Linked DNA regions of Mus musculus: regions 1, 2, 3, 4, 6 and 7 are each linked to region 5. Evidence: chromatin contacts called from public Hi-C, HiChIP or PLAC-seq, capture Hi-C and promoter capture Hi-C data. All regions are on one chromosome and are shown on one strand. Each heading gives the region's core, a stretch centred on a gene start, on an enhancer-like site or on the middle of the called end of the contact. The rest is flanking DNA. Distances are from core to core; before and after follow the strand shown.

What was found. Promoter capture Hi-C pulls out the DNA fragments that hold promoters and counts their contacts. Hi-C and Micro-C count contacts between places; a contact is called where the count stands out from the background. HiChIP or PLAC-seq counts read pairs in DNA pulled down with a chosen protein or histone mark. Capture Hi-C pulls out chosen DNA fragments and counts their contacts.
Region 1: a contact with region 5 is called in a capture Hi-C map of macrophages, with 2.5 times the contacts expected there. The contact joins the promoter of Eif5a here to the promoter of Aurkb in region 5. A contact is called at or near these places in 8 of 39 promoter capture datasets (the C10 cell line, the HPC-7 cell line, cranial neural crest and 4 more), 4 of 115 datasets of contacts at active chromatin or transcription factors (bone marrow-derived macrophages, embryonic stem cells, large pre-B cells and 1 more) and 1 of 9 other capture datasets (macrophages).
Region 2: a contact with region 5 is called in an H3K4me3 HiChIP or PLAC-seq map of bone marrow-derived macrophages, with 4 times the contacts expected there. The contact joins the promoter of Dvl2 here to the promoter of Aurkb in region 5. A contact is called at or near these places in 13 of 39 promoter capture datasets (the 3T3-L1 cell line, the C10 cell line, HPC-7-derived erythroid cells and 9 more), 6 of 115 datasets of contacts at active chromatin or transcription factors (bone marrow-derived dendritic cells, bone marrow-derived macrophages, embryonic stem cells and 3 more) and 2 of 9 other capture datasets (liver and macrophages).
Region 3: a contact with region 5 is called in a Hi-C map of B cells, with 8 read pairs. The contact joins the promoter of 2810408A11Rik here to the promoter of Aurkb in region 5. A contact is called at or near these places in 5 of 39 promoter capture datasets (the C10 cell line, the HPC-7 cell line, cranial neural crest and 2 more), 1 of 484 Hi-C or Micro-C datasets (B cells) and 4 of 115 datasets of contacts at active chromatin or transcription factors (bone marrow-derived macrophages, embryonic stem cells, memory CD8 T cells and 1 more).
Region 4: an H3K27ac HiChIP or PLAC-seq map of embryonic stem cells shows a contact between it and region 5, with 2.4 times the contacts expected there. The contact joins the promoter of Kctd11 here to the promoter of Aurkb in region 5. A contact is called at or near these places in 2 of 39 promoter capture datasets (cranial neural crest and liver) and 5 of 115 datasets of contacts at active chromatin or transcription factors (bone marrow-derived macrophages, embryonic stem cells, memory CD8 T cells and 2 more).
Region 6: a contact with region 5 is called in a promoter capture Hi-C map of erythroid cells, with 3 times the contacts expected there. The contact joins the promoter of Elp5 here to the promoter of Aurkb in region 5. A contact is called at or near these places in 9 of 39 promoter capture datasets (the C10 cell line, the HPC-7 cell line, cranial neural crest and 6 more), 1 of 484 Hi-C or Micro-C datasets (B cells), 7 of 115 datasets of contacts at active chromatin or transcription factors (bone marrow-derived dendritic cells, bone marrow-derived macrophages, embryonic forebrain and 4 more) and 2 of 9 other capture datasets (liver and macrophages).
Region 7: a promoter capture Hi-C map of the C10 cell line shows a contact between it and region 5, with 6 times the contacts expected there. The contact joins the promoter of Plscr3 here to the promoter of Aurkb in region 5. A contact is called at or near these places in 10 of 39 promoter capture datasets (the C10 cell line, cranial neural crest, embryonic stem cells and 5 more) and 4 of 115 datasets of contacts at active chromatin or transcription factors (astrocytes, bone marrow-derived dendritic cells, embryonic stem cells and 1 more).

The regions. Positions count from the first base shown.
Region 1 is chr11:69,919,723-69,923,056 of GRCm38.p6, forward strand. It overlaps Eif5a (eukaryotic translation initiation factor 5A), which reads right to left and starts at 1,664. Exons shown (of 6, transcript NM_181582.4): 1 at 1,441-1,664.
Region 2 is chr11:69,998,702-70,002,144 of GRCm38.p6, forward strand. It overlaps Dvl2 (dishevelled segment polarity protein 2), which reads left to right and starts at 1,891. Exons shown (of 15, transcript NM_007888.4): 1 at 1,891-2,325. The coding sequence starts at 2,132. It overlaps Phf23 (PHD finger protein 23), which reads left to right. Exons shown (of 5, transcript NM_030064.4): 4 at 1-431; 5 at 537-1,310. The coding sequence ends at 751.
Region 3 is chr11:69,898,810-69,902,310 of GRCm38.p6, forward strand. It overlaps 2810408A11Rik (RIKEN cDNA 2810408A11 gene), which reads right to left and starts at 2,105. Exons shown (of 9, transcript NM_001382461.1): 1 at 1,494-2,105; 2 at 897-1,001; 3 at 708-779; 4 at 390-478; 5 at 38-283. The coding sequence starts at 1,942. Neurl4 (neuralized E3 ubiquitin protein ligase 4) reads left to right here and starts at 3,007. Exons shown (of 29, transcript NM_001013414.3): 1 at 3,007-3,376. The coding sequence starts at 3,089.
Region 4 is chr11:69,879,430-69,882,668 of GRCm38.p6, forward strand. Kctd11 (potassium channel tetramerisation domain containing 11) reads right to left here and starts at 1,556. Exons shown (of 1, transcript NM_153143.4): 1 at 1-1,556. The coding sequence starts at 781. The coding sequence ends at 83. It overlaps Acap1 (ArfGAP with coiled-coil, ankyrin repeat and PH domains 1), which reads right to left. Exons shown (of 22, transcript NM_153788.3): 19 at 3,156-3,239; 20 at 2,953-3,063; 21 at 2,553-2,602; 22 at 2,138-2,296. The coding sequence ends at 2,196. It overlaps Mir6924 (microRNA 6924), which reads right to left and starts at 2,665; the gene lies at 2,603-2,665.
Region 5 is chr11:69,044,200-69,047,687 of GRCm38.p6, forward strand. Aurkb (aurora kinase B) reads left to right here and starts at 1,438. Exons shown (of 8, transcript NM_011496.2): 1 at 1,438-1,809. The coding sequence starts at 1,762.
Region 6 is chr11:69,979,872-69,983,154 of GRCm38.p6, forward strand. It overlaps Elp5 (elongator acetyltransferase complex subunit 5), which reads right to left and starts at 1,364. Exons shown (of 9, transcript NM_018740.2): 1 at 1,336-1,364; 2 at 343-691; 3 at 128-188; 4 at 1-39. The coding sequence starts at 388. It overlaps Ctdnep1 (CTD nuclear envelope phosphatase 1), which reads left to right and starts at 1,297. Exons shown (of 8, transcript NM_026017.2): 1 at 1,297-1,714. The coding sequence starts at 1,613.
Region 7 is chr11:69,844,733-69,847,925 of GRCm38.p6, forward strand. Plscr3 (phospholipid scramblase 3) reads left to right here and starts at 1,885. Exons shown (of 8, transcript NM_023564.4): 1 at 1,885-1,959; 2 at 2,176-2,343; 3 at 2,603-2,841; 4 at 2,925-2,967; 5 at 3,071-3,193. The coding sequence starts at 2,337.

The DNA of each region.
Region 1 (3,334 bases), core at 414-2,913, 880 kb after region 5:
AGCAATGAGCCAGCTGAAGGGCGGGGCTAATGGAGGGGTGGAGACGGAGGACAAGGCCCCACCCAGTTGTTACACCACCCCCCCACCCTGTCCACACACAAGCCAGTCATTGGTACAGGAAACCACAAGGCCTCTTTGGGGGATTCCCGCCTCCAACGTGCACTTGCAGATGCAGTCAAGGGAGAGAAAGTAGTTTCCTAAAGGATCCCACTGCCAAACATTTCGATCTCAGTTCCCGAAGGGAACTCAGCCTTTTGTCGATGGCCCTCCCACTTTTCCCAGGATGCACCAGTCCTGTCGGCTTTTCAGGCCCAGCCTGTACAGTCAGTAGAAAGTGAGGGGTGGTGAATGACAATAAAATGAAAGCAAAAGATTCGTAGTAGTAATAGAAATCGTACTAGGCTGGCAGAGTAAAGGACTTTAAAACACAGTAACTCCCAAACAAAACACGACAGGGAAGGCACTGGCATGGTGAAGATCGAAGATCACCGCAGGGGAACTAGAAGCTCACTACTTTCAGGCGCTGTCGGCATGGGCCGAGAAAGAGTTGGGCATCAGTCCAATCGCCCTCAGTTTCCCCACTTTTCCCGGTTTCCCCAGCAAAGCAGTACCACTTACATCTGGCTGGACGTCTCACTTCATATGAAGACTGAGGGATGAGCTCCAGAGGCCCATGAGGCTGGGGAACACTAACATATGCCTGCAACGGGCCCTGCGGGATGAGTGAGACCCAAGGGTAGGGTCTCTCCCGCACGCCAAAATCCAAGGCTCCGGAGAAACCCAAAAAAGACCAGAGCTCCTTGCGCTGAGGGTTGCCGGCTCGCGCCCACCATGTGGTCGCCCGGGGCTTCCGGTGGCCCGGGCCAGGGGGGAGGGGTCCCCGTGCAGCCATGCGGCCCCGGTCAACGTTCGGCCGCATGGCCTCGGACCCCGAGGGCAGCCTCCAATGGGGAACACTTCCGGTGCTACGGCTGCCCCTGCCCCAAAGCTGCGCCAGGCCAGGACCATGCCGCCTCCCCTCCCCCCGCCGGCCGCCAACCCCCTCCACATGCCCTCACCTAACAGCCCCCTCCCCCACCTCACGTGGCCGCGCAGCGCCGGTCCTCAACCGCACAGGAGCCTTTGCCCTGTCTGGGCCGATCTGGCCCCGGGCCCTCGCCCCGGCGTGGCCGCCTGGCGGCCTCTCCCGCGTGGCGGCCTCGCGGCTCGCCGTCCCCCGCCCTGCGTCGCTCCAACGTCACCCGGCCGGCCCCAACCGTCACCCCTCGCGCCAACCGGGCCCTGCACCCGCCTCTCCGCACCTCGCGCCGCTCCCTCACCGAACCCGTGCGGCGACAGCCGCCGCTCCCTTCTGCCCCCCTCCCCGACCCCCGCGTAGTTCCGTCTCTCGTTCGTAGCTCAAACCGAGGTTACGCGCAGGCGCGCCCTGCCCGCTCTCACCTCGCGCGAACGCACTGACTTGACCTGGTCCGCTCGCCGCGAGCCCAACTGCTGCCTCCGAACCCGCTACTGTGCTGCCGCCGCCGCCGCCGCCGCCTCTAGCGCCGCCGCCGCTGCTGCACACGGGTCTTAGTACGCAGGCGCCGACTCCCCACTGACCAACCAAGCAGCCCTATGACAGCCGCGCAAGCGTGCTAGGTAGCTCCACCACCTTCCACCCCCGCACTGCGCAAGCGCATGGACCCTCCCCGATCTCCACCCTCTCTCCCACCTACCCATCGGATGACGCACACACGTGACCCCGCCCCTTTCCAGTCCGTAGTGCTTCCAACCAGTCGGCAATGCGCAGGCGCACCGGGTTTTTTTTTTTTTTTTTTAAATCCCTTCAACCTCTTCTTCCCTCCCCTTGAGCGACAGCTCGCTCTACCGGGCAACCCTTGCGGCTGCGCAATACAGAACCCTGCACTCCACACCCTCCGAAGGAAACGCCTGGGTCTCAACGCATGCGTGTTAGGAATCCTAAACGCCCCTTCCACCTCAGACGTCGTCCCTACGCGGGGTGTTGAAAAGACCACGCCACTGTGCTGCTTGCGGCGTCAAGAACGCATGCGTCTGAGCAGGCGCCACACCTCGGCTTTAACTGGAATTGAACAACTCACAAACACGTTTCTGAGAACCTTTCTAGTTAGGTGTGTGGCTCTTCTCCGAATCGCTGTCCCAGCTCTGCACGTGCTCAAGAGACTGCTTTCCGTGGGAGACTCTGCTCTCACGCTAGTGTGGTCGGATTACAACCATCCCGGCTTCGGTACTTTACACAACTTGTGCGCTATAGTTTCAGTATCCAGAGCTATCCGATACAAGCCACCATCTTGTCTAAACCCTGGTTAGTGTTGATTCCTAAGGTTCGCATAGAAGCTTTTCCTTTCTAAATCCTAAATAAAGAGAACTACATAGCGTTTCCGATTGTTTTCCCAGGTCGGCTTGAGGTTTCTAAAAGGAAATGTCTAATGTTTCTTCCAAAATCAAACTCCCTATGAGAAGAGTGGCTCTGGACCAGGCGACACAGACTTTATTGCCAGATCGCTAGGAGGCTGAGACTTGTTATAAAGCCAGCACATAAAGTTGGTCTTGAAATTTATGATGCCTGTAATCTCTGAGTTTGAGAAACTGGAGCAGGAGAATAGAAAAAAACAAAACAGTGCAATATTAAATTACTTTGACGTTATCTAAAGATGAGCGATCAGGATTCCTACTCCTTAGATAATGCAGGCGTGGTGGAGCACTCCCTTAATCCTGTAAGAGCCAGGTGGGTTCAAGGCCAGTCTGGTCTGTACAGTGTGAATTCTTGACTCAAAAGCAAAACAAAAAAATCTGGTCTAGGAATCTAAACCTTTTTGGTGGTAGTGGTGGTTTTGTTGTTGTTTTTCAAGACAGGGTTTCTCTGTGTAGCTCTGGCTGTCCTGGAACTCACTCAGTCGACCAGACTGGCCTTAAGATCCACCTGCCTCTGCCTCTCGTGTTGGGATGTAAGGCATGCACTGCCACCTATAGTTTTGAGAAATCACTTCAAATTACTGTACTTTTAATTTCTTTACCACTAAGTAAGGATATTAAATGATATCTTAATCTCCAACTTACTGGAACGCTTGCAAGCACTTAATTGGAATTATTACGTGTTTGTGTAGCACAGTAGAACTATCCACCCTATATCTTTCAGTCACTTTTCCTGAATTTTCTGTCGTTTTCTGTGGAATGCCAGCACTGAGAAAGCTGAGATCAGCAGATCAGTAGTTCAAGGCTATGGTAGCCTACATAATCCAATCCTAGCCAGGCACAGGGCCTGCCACCCTCCCTCCCTGTAATTGCAGCACCTAAGGACCCAGAGGCAGAGGAA
Region 2 (3,443 bases), core at 641-3,140, 950 kb after region 5:
GGGACCAGGAGGTGGGGCTGGCTTTGGGGTGCTTCGGAGACCTCGACCAGCTCCTGGGGATGGGGAAAAGCGGTCTCGAATCAAGAAGAGCAAGAAGCGGAAGTTGAAAAAGGCAGATCGGGGAGATAGACTCCCACCTCCTGGCCCTCCTAGGGCTCCTCCCAGTGATACAGACTCTGAAGAGGAGGAGGAAGAGGAAGAAGAGGAAGATGATGAGGAAGAGATGACAGTGGGGGGTGGAGTCCCAGCCCCTGTGCTCCCAACACCCCCTGAGGCCCCCAGGCCCCCTGTTACAGTGCACTCTGAAGGTGCTCCCCCTACTGACAGTGAAGGCAAAGATGTGGGCAGCACAGAAACAAGCCAAGATGGAGATGCTAGCTCCAGTGAAGGCGAGATGCGGGTCATGGATGAGGACATCATGGTAGAATCAGGTGAGAAGTTGGGCTGCCCGGGGTGGGGAGCAGAGGTGATAGCTTTGGGGGCTCTTAGGAGTTGACGCCTTGAAGCAGAACACTAAAGAGATTTGTCTTTTCCAGGTGACGACTCCTGGGATCTGATCACGTGTTACTGCAGAAAGCCCTTTGCGGGGCGGCCCATGATTGAGTGCAGCCTCTGTGGGACGTGGATCCACCTCTCCTGTGCTAAGATTAAGAAGACCAACGTTCCCGACTTCTTTTATTGCCAGAAATGCAAGGAACTTCGGCCAGAGGCCCGGCGGTTAGGGGGTCTCCCCAAATCTGGAGAACCCTGACATCACTAAGGCTGGAACTTGTGACATTACTTGGGAACTGAGCCTCAGGGTCCCCAGCCTTCCCTTGGAGTGAGGAGGCTGTCCCCACTTGAGGGCCACAATTCCCAAGGGAGACGTATTTGGAAATGAGTGTCTTCTACTCTGTCCTTCCTGCTCCATGGACTTGAAGTTGACCCCATTACAGTTGGGTCGGGGAGGCTGGATCTGTAGACAGAATCTCTGTCCAGTCAACCCTGTACCCTTTTCACTTGCAGGTCCAGGGCTCAAACTGGGATGTAATGGGATAGTTGTCTATAAAACTGTAGTGTAAATACAGCACTCCCCTCATGTTTCTTCTCTCTCCCGTTTACTTTCTTTTACACCGGATGTATTTTTAATTTGGGGCTCCCCCATTTGAGCGAGGTTGCTCAGAGGTGGAGTACCAAAGCCTGTGGAGTGAGGAAGGAAAGAAAAAGGTGTCAATTAGCACTCGCCTCGTTTTTAATACTGTTGGCCGGCTGCTCAGACAGACGGCCTGCGTGTTGTAAATAAAGCAGAGTGGGCTCTTGTGTTTTACAGCCCTCCTTGTCCTATTTGGGGAGGGGATCTTTGGGAAACCTGGTGGAAGTCTTGGGTGGAGTTGGGGCTGAAGGCCACTTGTAAGTCCAGGGCTGTAATTCCACAATTTGGGAGGTGGAGATGGGAAGTTTAGGGGCCAAATCTGGCTTGGGCACTGTCTAATGCCCCTCAGACATCTCTGAAGACTATTTCGGCTTTCTCATCCCAAGTACAGTCTAGTAGGAGTACTGCCCTAAGGGTCCCAGGTTACAATTCTCACTCATCAGCCCATATCCCCGCCCCTCTTATAGTTGCTATTGAGGTGCCTTGAACCTCAGATGGGTAAGGCAAAGTGGGGGCCAGTTGCCAGCATTCCAAGAGTAGAAGCTTGCTAAGGTACTTGGGAGGGGGGGGGGCGGGTTGTACACGTTTGGGGGCGGAGTCGTCTAGGGCTGAAGACCGTTGCTCAAGGCAGTGGTCACGTGAGTGTCTAGGTGGAGCTTGTAGTAACGTGACTCAAGGAAGTCACGTGAAGCACAGTCGGCTGCGCAAAGTGGGCGGGCTTGGGTCACGTGGCATGGGGAGAGGTGGGCGGGGACCTCGGTGCTGCTCGCGACGTCCGTGGAGCTAGTGGCCCTCGACTGTGCGGTCTAGGTTTTGAGTCTCGCCACACAGCTCTTCCCGATCAGCCCGCTGGTCCCCGCCATCCTCCTTGGGCACGTCTTCCGCACTGGCCCTGCGCTGTTGGCGCTAGCGCGTCAGTTTGCGGGTGTGCGCAGGCGCGGCGGGGGCGCTTAGTCCTGTTGGGTGGGCGGCTGAGCCCGGGAGCGCGCGAGCGAGACCATGGCGGGCAGCAGCGCGGGGGGCGGTGGTGTAGGCGAGACGAAGGTGATTTACCATCTGGATGAAGAAGAGACTCCTTACCTGGTGAAGATCCCTGTCCCGGCGGAGCGCATCACGCTCGGCGATTTCAAGAGCGTTTTGCAGCGGCCCGCGGGCGCCAAGTACTTTTTCAAGTCCATGGATCAGGATTTTGGGTAAGCGCGAGGCCTAGACTGGGAAGGACGGTGGGTATGCTAGAGTGGATTGGGCGATATTGAGGGAGACCGGTCTACCTTGGACTGTTTCTGGCCTGTAGTGGAGCATAGCATATTGTACTGTGCTAAGGTAGAAAGCCCATCCCAAGACGGACAAGGTTATATTTGGACACATAGAAGAAAGGGCTGGATGGCGAGAAAATTAGGTTGGAGGAATGGGGAACACTGGTTTGTTTGGCCATTCTCTCTCCATGATTTTAGCCAAAAGGCAAAGAAGTGATGCTTGAGGTTATGCTAGGCTGTGCGGAGATTAGAGCCATCTATCTTTTGGTGAGCTGGGATGCTCGCTCTCAGACGTCTGCACGCGAGTTAGATAGAGATAGTCTGTAATTTTGTTTGCCTGTTTTGATTTGTTCTTTTGTTTGGAGGTAGGGCTTTATTCCTTGTATCCTAGGCTGGCTTCGAACCCATGGAGTTCCTGCCTTAGCCCCCAGAGCTGAAATAAACAGGTGTGAGCCAATATGCTGGGCATGCAGTGTTTTTATGTAGACCGGGCTATAGTGAGACAATTAGGCTATTCTGGCTTATTAATCAGGTTCCATAGTATTATTTTGGGATGGTAGAGTCTGTAATATTGCAGCGAGATCTATTGGGATATATTAGGCTGTTTTGAAGTAGACTTTCCTGGCAAAGCATGTACCATTCTGAACTTTTCTGAGTTCTTATTTCCTCTTAGGGCCAGAACCTCCTCTCCCCGCTACCCCGATACCCCCTGGGGGCTGAAGAGAGTTGGAGGATTTTTTTGCTTTTTTTTTTTTTTTAAAGATATTTTATGTGTTGGGCAGTGGTGGTGCACATCTTTAATCTGAGCACTTGGGAGACAGAGGCAGGCAGTTTTCTGAGTTCAAGGCTAGCCTGGTCTACAGAGCCAGTGCCAGGACAGCTAGGGCTGCACAGAGAAACCTTGTCATAAAACAAACAAAAGCTACTTTATGTGTTTGGGTGTTCTGCATGCATAGTGTGTACCACAAGCATGCAGTGCCCAATGAATCCAGTAGATGGCATGGGATCTCCTAGAACTGGAGTTAGCATCTGCCAGCCACTATGTGTGTGCTGGG
Region 3 (3,501 bases), core at 855-3,354, 860 kb after region 5:
CTCCACTCTGCAGCCCCAGGAGGCCCCTGTCACTAACCGTTGGTGCTTAAGACATGGCTATCAGTCATCAGGACAGTGTCATTTTTGACTCCTGTGGCCAGTCTTCCTGCCCAGCCTTTCTCCACAGGCCTAGGCTTCAGGTCTGTCGCCACAGCTTGATTACTGCTGCTGATGCTGGCACTAGCCCCAATGCTCTCTTCCTCAGTGGGCAGGTTTTTTGGGGACTTTAGGAACTTCCCTTCACTGTAGTGTATCTTTCGGTGCTTGTCAAAATCACTGGAGTCTGTGGGCCAGCGTGAAAGCTTAGCTTTCCCCCAAGGTCTTCACAGAAGGGCTGCCCCCCACCCAAGCTCCCCTGTCCATCGAGACCCACCCCACGTCTCACATACATGTCTTGGCAAAGTTGTCTGTGTCCTTTGAGTTTTTGTTGTCTCCGTACTGGAGGACCTTGGGGAGGAAATTGTCCATTGTGGCAAACCTGAAGGGGAGGGAGACTAGTTGGGGGTACAGAAGGGAAAAAAAATGATGGTGGGGGTAGGTGTTGGGTGGGGACCAAGCTGCTGATTGCCTAGATCAGCTTTGGTTAGGCCTGAGGAGGTAGGTAGTACCTACCATTTTAGGGTTTGAGGAACAAAGCTATCTGAGACTGCCTTCAAAGGTATGAGGGCAGAGGGCACAGCTCAACTAATCTCTGAGAGGGCTCTCACCTCTCTGCCACTGACTGAGGAGTCACCTTGAGAGAAGATTCTGCAGATGGGTCCTCATCGGTGTCCTGCAGCCTGCAGAGGAGGAGGAGGAGGAGGAGGAGGCAGTGTTTGTGCCCCGAGGCTTCTCTGCCTCTTCCTCATAGCCACATGTTAGAATACAGTTTAGGCTCAAAAGCTAGGGCTTAGCACCTGTGGTAGGGGGTTCTGGGCTCATCCGCCTTCATAAAGCCATAGTCTTTGTCAGCAGGGTGGTAGGTAGCCAAGATGTTCATTTCATCCCAGCGCTGAGACTTCCTAAGGTGAGGGAAGGAGCAAAGGAGGAAGCTCTTCTGGCGACCCTCTCCTAACAGAGAGGTCTCCTTCATTCTTCCCGGCATTCAAAAAATTCTTCTTATATTCCCTCGTAGAGGCTAGGATGGGAGCCAGATACCCAGTGATAATCAGTGCTGTGTGGCCAGGATTCCTGTGACACCTGCTGCCCTCTCCAAGTCATGGAACTTCAGATTTCCAACCTATTTGACCTCACCACCTCTCCCTAACCAGGGCCTTGGGACTCTGTTTTTTTCTTGGCTTCAGCTCAAGGTGTCCTGAACTCCTCCCTCCCTCCCGTCTCAGGGCTGCTGGCTAAAAGCTGAGTTGCTGCTATTTAAGCTCTCACCTTTCTTACTCTCTAGCCCTCCTTCCCTCGCTCTTTCCCCCTGCCTTTCTACAATAAAGCTCTAAAACCATTAAAAAAAAAAAAAACAAAAAAACAAAAAAAAAAAAAAAACCAGCTGAGTTGCTTACTTCTCCGAACCGGGGGGTTTCTTTATCAAAATGGAGCTGCTGTTTTTTAGGATGCTCCGAGGCCGCTCCGTGAAAGATGTCCCGGAGTGTGTACTACTCTCCGAGCTGTACACTTTAGCCTCCTCCGGCCCGGGGGTGGACGCCTTAGTTGCACCAGTTCCAGTGCCAGGGGATGTGCTGGACCCAAGGCTTGCAACCTCCTGAAGTTGCGGAGCGGGTCCTGAATTGAGGGTCACTGCCCCTTCAGAGGGCTGAATTGGACCAGGACTGCGGACTACAGGGTTCCCGGAATGCAAGAGGGAGCCAGGACCGCGAAGCAAGGCTACTCCGGGGGGTAATCCGGTGTCTGTTTGCATACCTCTGGCACTGCCAGGTACTGCCCTAGAAACCCCCCCAGGGGATTCTGCACTGAGGCCACTAACAGGTGCGAGAGACTCCGGCTTCTCCATAGCTCAACTTGGTAACCACTTCAATTCCACTGCCTACCCTTCTAGCTGCACATAGCCCTGCCCGTTGGCCCTGCCCCCATCGCGGCGGGCGGTGGGCGCTGGGGGCTCCGGGTCAGACCGGACCTCCTCTGCCTCTTCTCCCTGGCGCTGAGGCAGGTGAAAGGTCGACTATCAGACTTCAGCCTGGGAGTTCCTCCGCACACCCTTCCCTTATTGTTACACCCCAAGACTTTCTTTGTCTCTGTAATTTGTTCCCGCCCTTCTCCATCACCGCCCTTCTCCGAATCAACCAATCACAGTCAAGGGGCCTGGCCAGCGGTGAGGAGCCTTGTGATGTCACAGCCCCGCAACACCAGGGAGAGCCTGAGTAGGGCTGGGTTCTGTTAATAGCTCTCAGGTAACCTCTCAGAGGTGTCCGCTCTGTCCCTTGAGATTACCCAACGGGACACCGCTAGGATTTTTATTAGTAACTTTTAAGATTTAAGAGTTTCATTGGCACAGAGCTCAAGTTGGCCTTGAAATGTGTGCGGGTAGGAGAGGTGTGATGCAAAGTCTGTGGGGCCGGAGCGGGGTGAGGTGCGAGACTGGGTCAAGGAGAGGTGTGATGCGTGATCGGATTGCGACATTTCCGGCCTCGGCACTGTGAAGGGCTGAGACTTGGATTTATAAAACTACTTTTTCTCTGTCCCGAAGATAGCGTTTACTTCCATCGCCTTAAAGCGTGCGGTGTTAGGGGAAGCCACCAGCCCTTGCGTTAAGGCGAATGCTCTAATATGTCGCTTTTCCCTAACAAGGGTTGGGTCCAAGGCGCCGGGCGACGTCGCAAAGTGTATCTGGGCGCCAGCACGCCTTCGTCGCAAAGACGCCTGCGGCGGGCGATTCTGCCATCCACTGTCGCAAAAGCAGCCCAAATCTTCCCGGCTCTCGTAGCCTCTGTCGTCCCGCTGGGCCGTAAAGCAGTCCCCCGACCCCGTCGTCCTTCCGTTCCCCTCGTGAGAGACCTCGGTTCCTTAGCTGCGGACGCTTCAGTGCCGTAAAGCACACCAGGCCCCAGCCCCCCGGCCGTATTCCCCCAGGGCGTCTGGCCGCCGCGGTTGCCACGGTGCCGCCAAGCGCGGCTGTCGCGCGGCCGCGGTATCAGCGGCGATGGCGGCGGGGTCGGGTGGGAGTGGGGGCTCTGGGGCGGGCCCCGGGCCAGGACCGGGGCCCGGCGGGGGTGGGGGCCCTGGCAGCAGCGGACCAGGCCTGGGGTCCGGCGGGGGTCTCGGCGGTGGCGGGGAGCTGCACCCGCGCACCGGGCGCTTGGTCAGCCTGTCGGCCTGCGGGCGCACGGCGCGGCGGCAGCAGCCGGGCCAAGAGTTTAACCACGGGCTGGTGCTGAGCCGAGAACCCTTGCGCGATGGACGCGTCTTCACCGTCCGCATCGACCGCAAGGTGCAAAGCCGGGGCAGCTGAAACGAGGTGTGGAGGGGAGTGGGAGGGGACGGGAGGGAGAAGCGGTAGGACTGCCAGAAGGTCTGCATCTCCAACCGAGCCTCCAGGTACCGATAGCGAGCCGG
Region 4 (3,239 bases), core at 306-2,805, 840 kb after region 5:
ACTAGAAAGAGGTTTTAGAAGAGCCACAGGCCCCTTGGCTGACTCATCCCCCTCCTCTGCAGTCAAGTGGAGGGCAGCACCCTCAGTGGCGCACAAAGCGCAAGGATCTAGAGTTCAGAAGGTCTTCAGGGTCTGGGAAGACAGAGTCCAGGCGGAAGCCATGTTCCAGAGCCACCCGTAGCACCTCCTCCAGGAATGTAGGCGTGTTCGCTACCTCCCGACGATCTTCTGGCCCCCCAGTCCACAGTGGCTGCAGCCCCAGTCTTTGATACTCTACTTCAGGGAGTTCCTGGGGGCGGGAGGCCCACTCTAGCCGAAAATGTGGACCTCCTTCTGCCCTGTCCCCAATGGCCACACCAAATCTGTTGCGCATGGCAGCCAGACACTCAGGGTCAGTGCAGAAGAGGTTGGCTCGGAAGGTGTCCACCTGGACAGAGCTCAGCTCATAGTGGTGGGGGCCCCTTCGAGCGGAGAAGTGCACCTGGCGGGGGCTGACATCTACATCTGCATGGAGTAGGGCGGCTGTGGATGCAGGTGTACCCCGAGAGGCTTCCAATTCCCGCAGGGCATCCAGGAGGGGCCGGATCTGGTAGAAGTCAGCCTCTGCCTTAAGAAGGGCAGTTTCTCCGTACCCACGGGGCAGGTCCAGACGGCCTAGCCGCAAAAAATTGAGGATGTGCCGGAAAGCCTTGCCATCCCTGTCGATGAAGTAATGGCCATCTCCTTGCGGGTTAAGGTTGGCTGGCATTAGGGTGTCAGCCCTAAACATGGCCCCCAGCATGGAATCTGGGAAGCGAGTCAGGGTCTCCAGTGTAGTGGAATATAGTGTTCCCCCCACATTTAGGGTCACGGGACCCCCAAAGGAAGGGGGTAAAGAGGACACAGGAGGGGGGGAAATTTTGGGTAATATAAGAGACAGGCAAGGAGAAGGAAAAAGCAGATATTTGGGGGTTTGGAAAGAATTGGGTGGTAACGTTCAGACTTGCTAAGTTGGAGGCAGAGGTTGGAGAACAAGACAGTAAAGTTTGTAGCTCACCCAAGCTACTTTGGTGGTGGTTGGGGGCTTCAGGACACAAAAATCCCCGAGAGGATGAAAGAACCGATGAAAGGAACAGACGGCAGCCAGACAGGATCAGGGAGCTTTTGGTCCAGACGCTTCTGATTGTGCGTGGTCAGCGATTCCCTCCTGTACTCTTCAGACAGTGGGTTTCCGAAATTCAACCAGCAGGTGACGGTGGTGAGCACCGGTCGGACGCTGAAAGGATCAGTTTGAGTTTCTGAGCTTTTGTAGTTGTAGAGTCCACGTCGGGTTCCGAGGACCTGTTCAGAGGCCCAGCCAGGGTTAGGGGCGTGTGTCCCAAAAGATGGAGGCGCAACTGATAGGAGCCGGTAGCCAGCAGTTCTGTATGGCTTGGGAGAGGCGATGCTCTTGCAGTCAGAGCTGAGAGTGTCCCGGGACTCTGTTGGGAACAGTGTCTCAGGGCTCGGGCGTTACCGCCTTCCTGGGTTGTCGCAGCAGGCACTGAGGTCCTCTCCACCCCCAGGAAGTGGCCTAAGGGCAGCGGTCAGTGGCCCTTTAAGCGACAGTCCCGCCCCTTAGCGCCCCGCCCTACGCCCCCGTGGGCTGGCCGGGCTCTGCTATGGGTGGGAGCCGGCCTTGCCAGTGCGAGAGATGGGGCGAACAGGCTGGACCGGCCGACTGGAGCGGGGGTGGAATGATTCACAGGCTTCGTTGCGGATGTGGCCGCGACGGCCCCGCGTTCCCTGCAGATGTGCATGACCTCACTAGTACAACTTAGTCGAGGATGGAGTCTCCAGTCCATCCTTCTAGTCTGAGAGAATCCACGTCTCCGGGTTGGATCCCGGTCGGGAACTCCCGAGGGGGCGGATGCTGAGCCATCGCATTCCCGGGATGCCTTCGGGCCATCCCAGCGAGCCCAGGTTCCCACGCGGTGGCTTCCCTGGTCCCCTGGGCTCGAAAGCCCCTCCCGCCAAGCCACCGGGTGCTAGTCAACTTCCTCCTTTAGAGAAACCCTAGCCTCTTGAGTAACCACGGCTACCCGCACCTGGGTGGCCAGTGTGCCAAACACTCTGCCGGGCCCCCAGGTGGCGCACAGTAAATGAACTAAGAAAGAAGCCAAGCTGAGAGACTTTAATGGAGACTTCAATGGGGCAGGGTGGGGAGGAGCCTGGAATCACAGAGTATGGAGGTCGTGACTGCGACGGCTCAGTTTCTCTGGGTCGTCCGACGCCATGAGGGAGAAGTCTCGGAATATGTCGAGATACGTCTCGTCTCCTAAGGAAATCAGAGGAAAGACTGGGAGGCTGGACAGCCGGGCTACACAGTAGGGGTGGTCCTGGCAGGGTAAGCACTTTAAAGTGTGGGTGCATCCTAAGTACAGTACCTTTGTTCCACAGGTCAGGCACGTTCGCTGTGCCCAAAACATGTTTGTTGAATAAACAATGGTATTAATGCAGTTGGGTACTAAGGGGTCAGGCATTTCGGTATGGACCTGGGGTCGGGGTCGGGGTGAAATACGTGGTTACTTTACCTGCCTGGCCCTGGGCCGCTTCAGCCTCCCTCATCTTTGCCAATCGTAGCCTGAAGGGTGGGGATTAAGGAGTAAAAGACCTGGAACTTCGCCAAATCCCCATCCTCTGTCCAATTCTTGAGTTGTGTCACTCCTTAAAAATGTCTGTCCATAACTAGTGCTTAAAGATAAAAGCTTACACTCACGAACATTTTTGCAATGTTGGTGTCCTAATAATGGCTCCCCAGGTGAACTCTCAGTATCTCACCCAACTGGTCCATGCTCCTGCTCCACACCCCTCTCCACACACACACACACACACACACACACCCCAGACCTCACCCTCCAAGTCAGGTTTTGACGTTAGTCTCACCCCAACGAGGACTGTCCAAGCATCAGTCTGCCCCTTCGGCATACTCACAGGGTTACGATGTCAGCATTAGTGGTTTCCATTGCGATAGTCAGAGGGTCCCTGCCTTCTGTGTCTCGAGCCCCCAGATCAGCACCCCGTTTCAGGAACAGGCAAGCGAGCCTAGAGAAGAGAGCTAAATTCAGCAACAGGCATCCCCCAATTTCACTCCCAGAAAGCTTCCTCCCCATGGTGCCATTTCCATGGCTCCCTACCCTGTGTGACCAAGAATGGTGGCATGGTGGAGAGGACCCCGGCCGGCACTGTCTGCTTGGTTCACATTCGCCCCATTTTGGAGG
Region 5 (3,488 bases), core at 188-2,687:
CCCAAAAGAGTTATGAACTTCCTGGCCACATGAAATATCAGCCCTTAGCACGAAAGTAGTGAAAATACCCCTCGTGGCCAGCTTCAGTGTGACTTGGCCAGCAGAAGCCATCTCTACCATGACTCAAGGAATATAAGAAAAACCAAGAGCTAATTCATCGGGAATTGCTAACGTATAGAATTGGAAATGGATTTAATTTATATATATTTTTGGAGTAAACAGCTCACACTGTAGCCTGGAGCTCCTAGCAATCCTCCTGCCTCAGGCTCCAGAGTGCTAAAATTACAAGCCTACTGTCAGAAACCTTGCAGGATTTTAAAGAACAAAATAGTAAGGACACATAAGCAAAAAATGTGCAAGAGAGTGGATTTTGAGTGTACCTAGCCCAGGAATGTAGACCATGCCACTGGCTGAAAGCTCTTCCTAGGAAAACAGGATACTTAAGAAAATACAAACGGAAGAAATGAACTGGGCTTGTCAGTGGTGCAGTGAGATAATTAGAAATTCAAGGCCAGCCTGGGCTGAATTAAAGGCCAACTTGGGCTGGACAGAGAGACCTTGTCTTGAATAAACAAAAACCAAATACAAAACAGACAGGTAGGATAGAGAACCCAGAAATGCAGTTCCAAATTCATGATTTATACACCCACAGATTCAACTGTTATCTGTCTGTCTGTCTGTCTGTCTGTCTAACCTACACCTCTACCCATCCCATCTAGAAGATTGCATCTGTATTGAGTAGTAGACTTTCCCGGCATCATATTCCCTAACTTAGGTCTTACTGCTGTCTCACAGTATTTTTATTGTATTAGGTAGTTAGGTGATCTAGGAATTAATCAATGAAGCCTAGAGAATTACAGACCCTATGCAAATACTGTGTCATATACAATATTATGTCTGTATATATAATAGACCTAAGCATCTGCTTGAATTGAATATTATGGGGCATTGTAAAGGCAATACACCAAAGATACTGAAAAAAGACTGTATTTTCAAAGATCATATTAAGGGTAGCATCTAAATTTTCGTGGAAACCAGACAATTTAACCAAGGTCTTCGGAAAGAACTCGGTCATATTAATGTTTACTCTATATATTTTATTTATATATAATTATTATTTTCTACCTCCCCCCAGGGTATCTCTGTGTAACTCTGGCTGACCAGGAACTCGCTTTGTAGACCAGGCTAGTCTCGAAGTCACGAATCCACGTGCCTCGGCCTCCCGAGTGCTGGGGTTAAAGGCGTGCGCCCCACCACCGCCCAATTTAAATATTTAATTTTTTATAACTAGAAAAAGGAGCGTGCACATCTTGGGACACAGTTTCAAACTAGTAAAAAGAAGCCTCTTAGGCCACACCTTCGTTCTGTTTCAATGACTACATCACAAAAAACGTAGCCAATGAGAGTGGGCTGAGTGGCGGCTCAGCCAATGGACCTAGAGCGGGAGATTCGAAAGCGTCCGGGTCGCGGGGTAAACCGGTTCTCCGTGTGCGAGCGCCTAGTGGCGTAGGCTGCGGCTTTGCGGGGAACTGCGGGGGCTGCAGTGGTCCACGGGGCTGATCGGGTTCCGTTGGGCGGATCCACGTGCCCGCTATCCGCCTGGAAGGAGAGGTGCAGGAGTACCCCCGACCTTGGCTGCGTGCTGACTCGCTTCCTTCTGCCCGCCCAGGCTTGCACTCCCCGGGGATCTGCCTCTGCATCTCTTGCCTTCGCTGTTGTTTCCCTCTCTGTCCAGCTCCCCTCCCGCTCTCGCCCTGGAGAATGGCTCAGAAGGAGAACGCCTACCCGTGGCCCTACGGCTCAAAGACGGTAAGGTCCTGGCCACATTCCCCGCCCCACGTCCCCCGGAAGAAGAGTCCATGAAGATAGAGGCTGGCCTTGCAAATGGCCGGACTCTAAGCGTTTCCGACGTGTGGGCCTCAAGAATTTGCTTGCAAAACTCAGTCTGATCACTTGCAGTCTTACCGTAGCAGATGTTGCCAACCTGAATCTGAGGGCTTCCGTAGAGCTGAGCCTGCTCGTCACGTACAATAATAGTTGGGACTGAGCAAACATCATCGTGCTTTCGGGTCGTGAATCTCACTCTCGAGTCTGAAAAAATTAACTACACAGGAAATAGATTATAGAATAGAAGGTTACGGTTTAAAAGGTTCCGAATGATCTAAATATTTATGTACGGCCCTGGGTATGAAACCCCAGAGCTTCCAAGTTTTGATGTACCATCCATACTACACTCCAGCTTTGGAATGTATCGTACTGAGCGGTGGGAAGTAAGAATCCAAGTAGATTTGAAATGCTGTGTGTATGTGCGTGCGTGTGCGCCACACTGGAGATAGTAAGCACGGTGGTGCACACCTGTAATACAGCACACCCGTAACGCACTTGGCTACATGATGGGATCCTGTGGCCACCCCCAGATGAAGAGCCCTTCACTGTATATAGTCTGTTCCCTGTTGGTGGGACCTGAGCATCCTGGACAGTCTATCTCTTTCCTTGTCCCAGCTTCCTCCTCTGTGGAGCCCTGAGTCAAACTGACAAGCGTGCAGTCCTGTTACTTTTACCCTGATTTACTATCACAGGAAAATATCTATTACTCAGAGAACTTTGAAAGTGAAGTGACCCAAGTGTAAACATATCTTTTATTCTCCTGGCCTAATTTGTCATCCCCGAGGGTCACAGTGTGGTCAAATATCCTGCAACACCCCTAAAGCCATCAGTATCCCTATGTTCTGTTCCTAGAAAGAGATGAAGTTTTGTTTCAACTTCACAAGCTCAGGCTCTTACATAAGCCTGGGTGATGTGTTTAGAACTATCCAGACTGGGCAGTGATGTGCCTGCGGTGGGCTGGGGTCAGGGGAATTGGTGTAGTAGCCTCTTGCCTTGGGTTGTTTTGTCATTCGTTCATTTACTTTGCTTTTTAATTATTTTTGTGGAGGGTGATGTTAAAACAAGGTCTTCTAGCTGGGCGGCGGCGGTGGTGGTGCACTAATTTAATCCCAGCACTTGGGAGGCAGAGGCAGGTGGATCTCTGAGTTCAAGGCCAGCCTGGTCTACAGAGTGAGTTCCAGGACAGCCAGGGCTCCACAGAGAAACCCTGTCTCAAAAAACAAAAAACAAAACAAAACAAGGTCTTCTTTAGCTCAGGCTGCAGGCTGCCTTTCTCCTAACCAGGAGCCTCCACCTCCTTAGTGCTGGGGTTGTGGATGTGTGCTGGACGCTCTCAAGTTGTTTCATTCTTTTTATTCATTTTATTTTTGCAAGTTACTTTTGTTTTTCTCAAGACAGTTTCACTGAGTAGCGCTGGCCATCCTGGAACTCAGTCTGGCCTAGAACTCAGAGGTCTCCCTGCCTCTGCCTCCCAAGTGTGTGCCACTGCTGCTGGCTGCCAGTTGTTTCTTAATAACCCCTTTCACGTGGAGCAATGAGTAGATTCTTGGCTAGGCAGGCAGACCGTGCTGTATCAGTATTGTTCTGTGAACTGTGAGTGG
Region 6 (3,283 bases), core at 114-2,613, 940 kb after region 5:
TCGCTCACTTCACAGCCCAGAACGTGGACCTGCTCCCCACTAAGGCAGAGATGAAGGAAATATATTGAAGAGTGGGGGTACCGGCTCCCTTTCCGGGAAGGAGAGGAGAAACTGTGGGCTAACTCACCGAAGTGCAGATTTCTTGATAAGAGCCTTCAGGAGACTACGCCCTTCCCACTCCACGGAATCTGGGGAGAGCCAAGGATGGGTGAGACCTACTGAGCCCTCAGGGCTCCGACCACGACTTCCACCCCTAGCTGGGTATCCATCCCCAGCGGGTCCTCCAGGCTCCCGCTCCTTCAGCCAAGCCCAAGGCTACCACCGCATGCCTTGATCCCTCACCTCGCAAAAGCACCAAACCACCGATGGCCAACAACGAGTCCAGCATCTCTGACGCCTCAGGACGCCTTCTGATGTCGTCACCACCGAGGAGGCGGGGCACTTACGATTGCTTCCAACCTTAAAGGACCGCAAAGTCCGGAAAGAGGAGCCTGGTTTTTTTATGCTCCGTATTCTCAGGGGGCTTACACGGAGGGGCCGCTCCAGAGTCTCTGTACACAGTCCTAGAGACAACATCCTTAATCTACTCTTGCACCATGACTGGAGCCAGAAGGGCCGTTGGAACAGTTATCAGTGGGATGGGGACAAGGACAGAGGTCTCACGAGCTCCAATCCCGAAGAAGGTTCGAACCTGGGAATAAATGATGTCACTCGGCCCCGCCCACACGGCGCCTGGCTTCTCTCCAGGTCCCGCCCCGCAGTAACCTAGTGCGCGTGCGTAACGCTGCACCCCGGGGTCAGAGCAGAGAGCTTTCCTTAACTTTCCCCTCCCTCCTCAGAATGAATTGAGGGAAACAGCAATCCCGGGGAAGTGAATACACGTCACTACCGGAAGTAATGTCAGAGGGGAAGAGGAGGAGGGAAGAGAGGAGGGAGCCCTTTGGGCGGTAAAATGGCGCCTGTCAGAGTGGGAAGCCTAGCTGCAGAGGCTGCAGCCCCGCTCCTCAGCGGCTAAGCGATCCTGACCTCGGGGAGGGGGAGGCCACTCCGGCCCAGCGATCCGTGCCCTTCGGCTCCCCCTCCCCCTCCTCCCCAGCTCCTGCGCCCAGGGGGCCCCCGAGAATCGCCGCGGCCCACCGCGCGCCGCCGCCGCCCCCGCCCGCCCCCTTCCCGGGGCAGACCCCTAGCGCGCCTGCGCAGAAGGCCACCCTTCGCTTCCCCCTTCCCCTCCCATCTCCCTCCCTCCCTTTTCCCTAGCCCCCTCCCCCACTGCCCCCTCCCCCAATTCTCCATCCCCTTCCCTCCTGGTCTCAGAGGACCCTGTCCTAGCCCGACCTGTTTCGGCCTGCAGCCCACGCGAAGTCGTCGGTGCCACTTCCCGCTCATGTGGGCCCCCGCGGGCTGCCCACGCCAGTCCCCCAGTTCCCGGTTCCGCTGGGCTTTCCCTTCGCTGGGGGTGGCTTTCTAAGCCACCCACTCCGTGCTCATCTCTGCAGCCTCTCCTGCCGCTCGGGGCCCCCGTTCCCCCTCCCTGCGGCGGGGGGCTGCCCCCGGGGGGCTGGCGGAGCTGGGCCGCGGGGGCCCCGGGGCCGGCGGTGCCGGGGTCATCGGGATGATGCGGACGCAGTGTCTGCTGGGGCTGCGCACGTTCGTGGCCTTCGCCGCCAAGCTCTGGAGCTTCTTTATTTACCTTTTGCGGAGGCAGATCCGCACGGTGAGTTTGCTTGGGTGCTGCCAGTGGTGGGGTCCTCTGTCCGCGGTGCTCGCGGAATTTTGGATAGTGCTGGGCCTCTGCTTTGGGCCTAGGAAGGGAGCCTTGGCCAGAGCTTTACCCGCTGGAGAAGTAGGACACCTTTAAGCAAGGTTCAGCCCTTAATAAAAGAACCATGATTTTTACTGGGTTTGCTTTCTTTCTTAATCTGCCTAAATGGGATAGGATTTGGCAGTTCTCGGGGGCTAGAATGGTGCTCTCCTTACGAAAGCTAGAGTTGTTGCTAAAGAAAGAAGAGGCCGGGAACACCTGTTTGCTGGTAGCCAGAACTATTGATATGGGCTTTGGAAAGACCCTCCTGTTGAAAGTCAGACTCCTTTGTCAGTGGTGTGGGTGGGTAGAAGGGCATATGGAGCAGGAATTGGAACTTGAGGAAAAGCCTTGGGTGTGAAGGAGCTCCTCCAAAAAGGCTCTGGAATTCTCTAGCTTGTGTGTATGGGCTTATTATTAAGACCCTGGGACAGAAAACGATGCTTTTCCAATAGGCATCTTTAGTTGTCAGATGCACATTAAAGTTGGGTGTCTCATTAGACAAGCTGGCTGTTAGCTGGAGAGCTTGCATCTGAAGGTGGGCATGTTTCTCCAGGCGACTCTAGCGATTATGAAGGGATACTTGGAGTGTAGAGACTGTTTGGATGAACCCAGGTATCTCTGGGTTCTCTCCCTCAAGCTTTTCTCCAAGGTAAACATTGTTTCAGCTACCATTCCTCCCCGCCGCCCCTGCCCCCAGCCCTGGCTGTCCTGGAACTCACTTTGTAGACCAGGCTGGCCTCGAACTCAGAAATCCACCTGCCTCTGCCTCCCCAGTGCTGGTATCAAAGGCGTGCGCCATCACGCCTGGCTTACCATCACTTCTTAATGAACATGCCCTCTGGAGTAAATCTCCTGAAGTCAGATTCTGGGGGGAAATGACTGAGTAGCATGCAGGCTTTGGCAGCCCAGGTCAGAATTCCCAGAAGGACCTTGGTGGTTCTGGTAGAAGAGGTGACTGAGGTGGCTTGGACTTCAGTTCCTTCTCTAGCAGTCTGTTTATTTCTTCCACTTCCTGCTTTAGGGTGAGGATTATTTTGGATGGTGGCTATAAGCAGTCCTAGTCTCCTGAGATAAAATAGGATCCATAGGGTGTGTGAGGCTGGCCAGGTGTGGGCCTAACTCCTGAGGTTTTCTTTATGCTCTGACCTCTCATCCTCTTTCTGACCTTGCTCTGAGAACCCTCCCTCTTTTCACAGCTCCTTTATTTATTTATCTATCTATTTATTTATTTTTGAGTGTGGGGACTAGTGTCCAGCCCAACTATGGAAAGACTTCCTAAACTGCGTTCTTCTGTAAGAAATCCCCCGACCCCACAGCCTTTTGTCCTCCCCTCCCTTCCAGGCTGGTTTCTTCCCCACGCCCTCTCTGGCAGAAACTTGGAGCATTCCCTCCATGCCCAGCATGTGCAACCCGAGATAGCAGGGCAGGACACCCGAGCTGTTTCAGCCCTCCTCACAGGCTCAGGGAGAAAGGAAGGGC
Region 7 (3,193 bases), core at 635-3,134, 800 kb after region 5:
TTATGGAGTCATACACTCGGGCATGACACCCTATAGACATAGTAAAATTAAGAATGCAGACCTCGCTGTTTCTTGTGAGACTATGCCGGGGCCTAGCAAACACAGAAGTGGATGCTCACAGTCAGCTATTGGATGGGTCACAGGGCCCCCAATGGAGGAGCTAGAGAAAGTACCCAAGGAGCTAAAGGGAACTGCAACCCTATAGGTGGAACAACAATATGAACTAACCAGTACCCTGGAGCTCTTGTCTCTAGCTGCATATGTATCAAAAGATGGCCTAGTCAGCCATCACTGGAAAGAGAGGCCCTTTGGACTTGCAAACTTTATATGCCCCAGTACAGGGAAATGCCAGGACCAAAAAGAGGGAGTGGGTGGGTAGGGGATTGGGGGGGTGGGTATGGGGGACTTTTGGGATAGCATTGGAAATGTAAACGAGAAAAATACCTAATAAAAAAGAAAGAAAGAAAAAAAAAGAATGCAGACCTCAGCAGTGGAAACATGGCCCTTGTTGGTAAGACCACCCATTGCTCTGTGCTCAACCTTACACTGAAGTGGGCTTATTTGGCATTTGGGGACAGTTAAAGCTTCCTTCCGCTCATTTGCTGGGTTTTCAGCACTAGTAAGAAGTACCCCCAAAGGAACGGGATCTTAGAGGTGAAAGGTCAACAGAGAGACCAAGATATATGAAGCCAGGGATTGCACGGGCAGGCAGTAAATGACATAGCACAGCAAGGCAAGGGGGAGGAGGGGTCTGTGCTGTGCAGAAGGGTCTCAGAGGCCTAGCATGACTCAACTTGCAATTTTCTCCTTACATCCTATCTCTGAGGCATAATGAAGTCATGTTCCCTCATATACACATCAACACTGCCTCACTGCCCTGGTCTCTGGTGCAATCCACCACAGTAGGACCAGATTTCTGTAAGAACCTCTCCCTTACCTTGGCCTGCCCACAGCCTCCTGGGTTGTTCTGACACAGTAGTTCTCAGTTTAGGCTGTACAATAAAAACTAGAATTCTAAGAATCCCTAGTCTGCACCCCAAGCACTAATATACAATTGATAGGAAGTTAAGACCCAGGCACAAGTGATGGGCTAGTTTCGGCTTTGTTTCTTTAATATCTCCCCTAGTGACCCAGGTCACTCCCAAGCTGACCTGGAACTCGCGATCCTCCACACCTGCCCAGATACTATGCTATCTTCTTTTGAGGAAAGGAGTCTTTTGAGAGAGTCTCCCTATTGTAGCCCTGACTTGGTCTGGAACTATGTAAAACAGACTGGCCTCATACTTGTGACTCTCCTCTTGCCTCTCCTTTCCCAAACGCTGGGATTGCATGTTTTGCCTCCATACTGGGGAATGGAGGGCCTGTTCTGTTCAAGTGTCTTTCCCTGAGCCTTACCTCATGCACATTCATTACTGTTACCTTTTGAAAGTCTGTCACGCGTGTAATGGGCGTGCCTGAACTGAGAGGTGACTGAGTGGGTCAACGCTGTGACAGGGGGAGAACACAGCGAGGTCGCCCTGAGAAGAACACCGAGCCAAGTCTGGGAGGCAAGGAATGAGTGTGAATGGTGTTCCGCTGCGTCAGCGAGGCCCGCCCCGCCCTTGGGAGGAGGATCCCGGGGACCGGAGCAGCCACGCGGTGGGGAGGCAGAGCAGCAACCCGCGGAAAAGGCGAGGGTCTTGCTGCTGGGGATAGGGCCGCAATCACCCTCCAACAGGCCAGGTCTCCAAGCCTCTGCAGTCGGAGCGGAAGGGGCGGAACCACGGTGAACAAAGCGCACAAGGTCCAAGGTCCGCGGCCCCGGGGGAGGAGAAGCGCCTGCTTTCTGCGCAGTCGCCCCGCCCGGACTGGGGGGCGGGACTTAGGCGACCCGGGGGTGGGGTCAGATCTGGGCCCGCCTCCACCAGCGCCTGTGAGCCCCGGAGTGCGTGGCCCCCCGACTTATTCTGGGGGCTTCAGGTGAGCCGGACCATAGAGGGGTTAAGGAGACTTTCCTCGGGGTCAGGTCATCTGTCTGACCTCAGGACCATCTGCCCTGCCGTCTGCCAACAGCCATCTCCGTAGAAAAAATGGGAGAACAAAGGGAGGGGGCGGTCCTGGGGCCCCTAAGAAAATTCAGGGTCCTAGGTACCCCGCCCCGCCCGCTGACACTTTCGGTTTCTCCCCGAGTCTTAGGTGCCGCCCTAGAGACCCTGGGCCCGTACTGGGCGCAGCTACCTCTTCGCCTCTGCCTGTCCGTCTTTGTTTCTGTGTCTGTCTAGCTGTTCCCGAGCTTGTCCCACTCCAGAACTAAGTCTCCCCTACGCCAAAAGCCCAAGACTCCCCTCCTGATTCCCATGGCAGGTACGTTGACGCTAGGTTGGGGTCTCCATTATTCCCCCCTGCCCCCACGAAATTGGGTGCCGGGTGTCGAACACATTCTCCAGGAATGTGCTCAGACTGGCTGCGTGGGGCCCTCCCTTCCTCCTGGGGAGCCACCGCCCTGCCCCTCCGCCCCATCATTCTCTGCCTCTTCTTACGTTTTCCGCGGGTGCTCCTGGTCCTTGGGCTGTGAAAGAAGAGTCCACAGATAACTTTCTAATCTACTCCTGCTCCCCTACAGGCTACTTGCCCCCCAAAGGCTATGCCCCTTCACCCCCACCTCCCTACCCCGTGCCATCTGGGTATCCAGAGCCGGTGGCTCTGCATCCTGGACCGGGACAAGCTCCAGTGCCCACCCAGGTGCCTGCCCCTGCTCCCGGCTTCGCTCTCTTCCCCTCGCCAGGCCCAGTGGCTCCAGGGCCTCCTGCTCCTTTCGTGCCATTGCCAGGGGTGCCTCCTGGCCTCGAATTCCTAGTGCAGGTGAGTGAGAGAGAGGATGGCTGGGAGGAGAACTGAAGTTCGAGGTGACGGATAAGGTCAACGCTGCTCTTAACTCTTTACAGATTGATCAAATCTTGATTCATCAGAAGGCTGAACGAGTGGAAAGTGAGTAGGAGATGGATGGAGCAAGATGGGCTTCATGATCTTTATGGCAGTGGTTAGCTTCTGGGCAGGTGGCCCCCGAGCCTCAGCGTGTTGCCCTTCCCAGCGTTCCTAGGCTGGGAGACCTGTAATATGTATGAACTTCGCTCCGGAACCGGACAGCAACTGGGTCAGGCAGCTGAAGAGAGCAACTGTTGTGCCCGCCTGTGCTGTGGTGCCCGCCGACCAT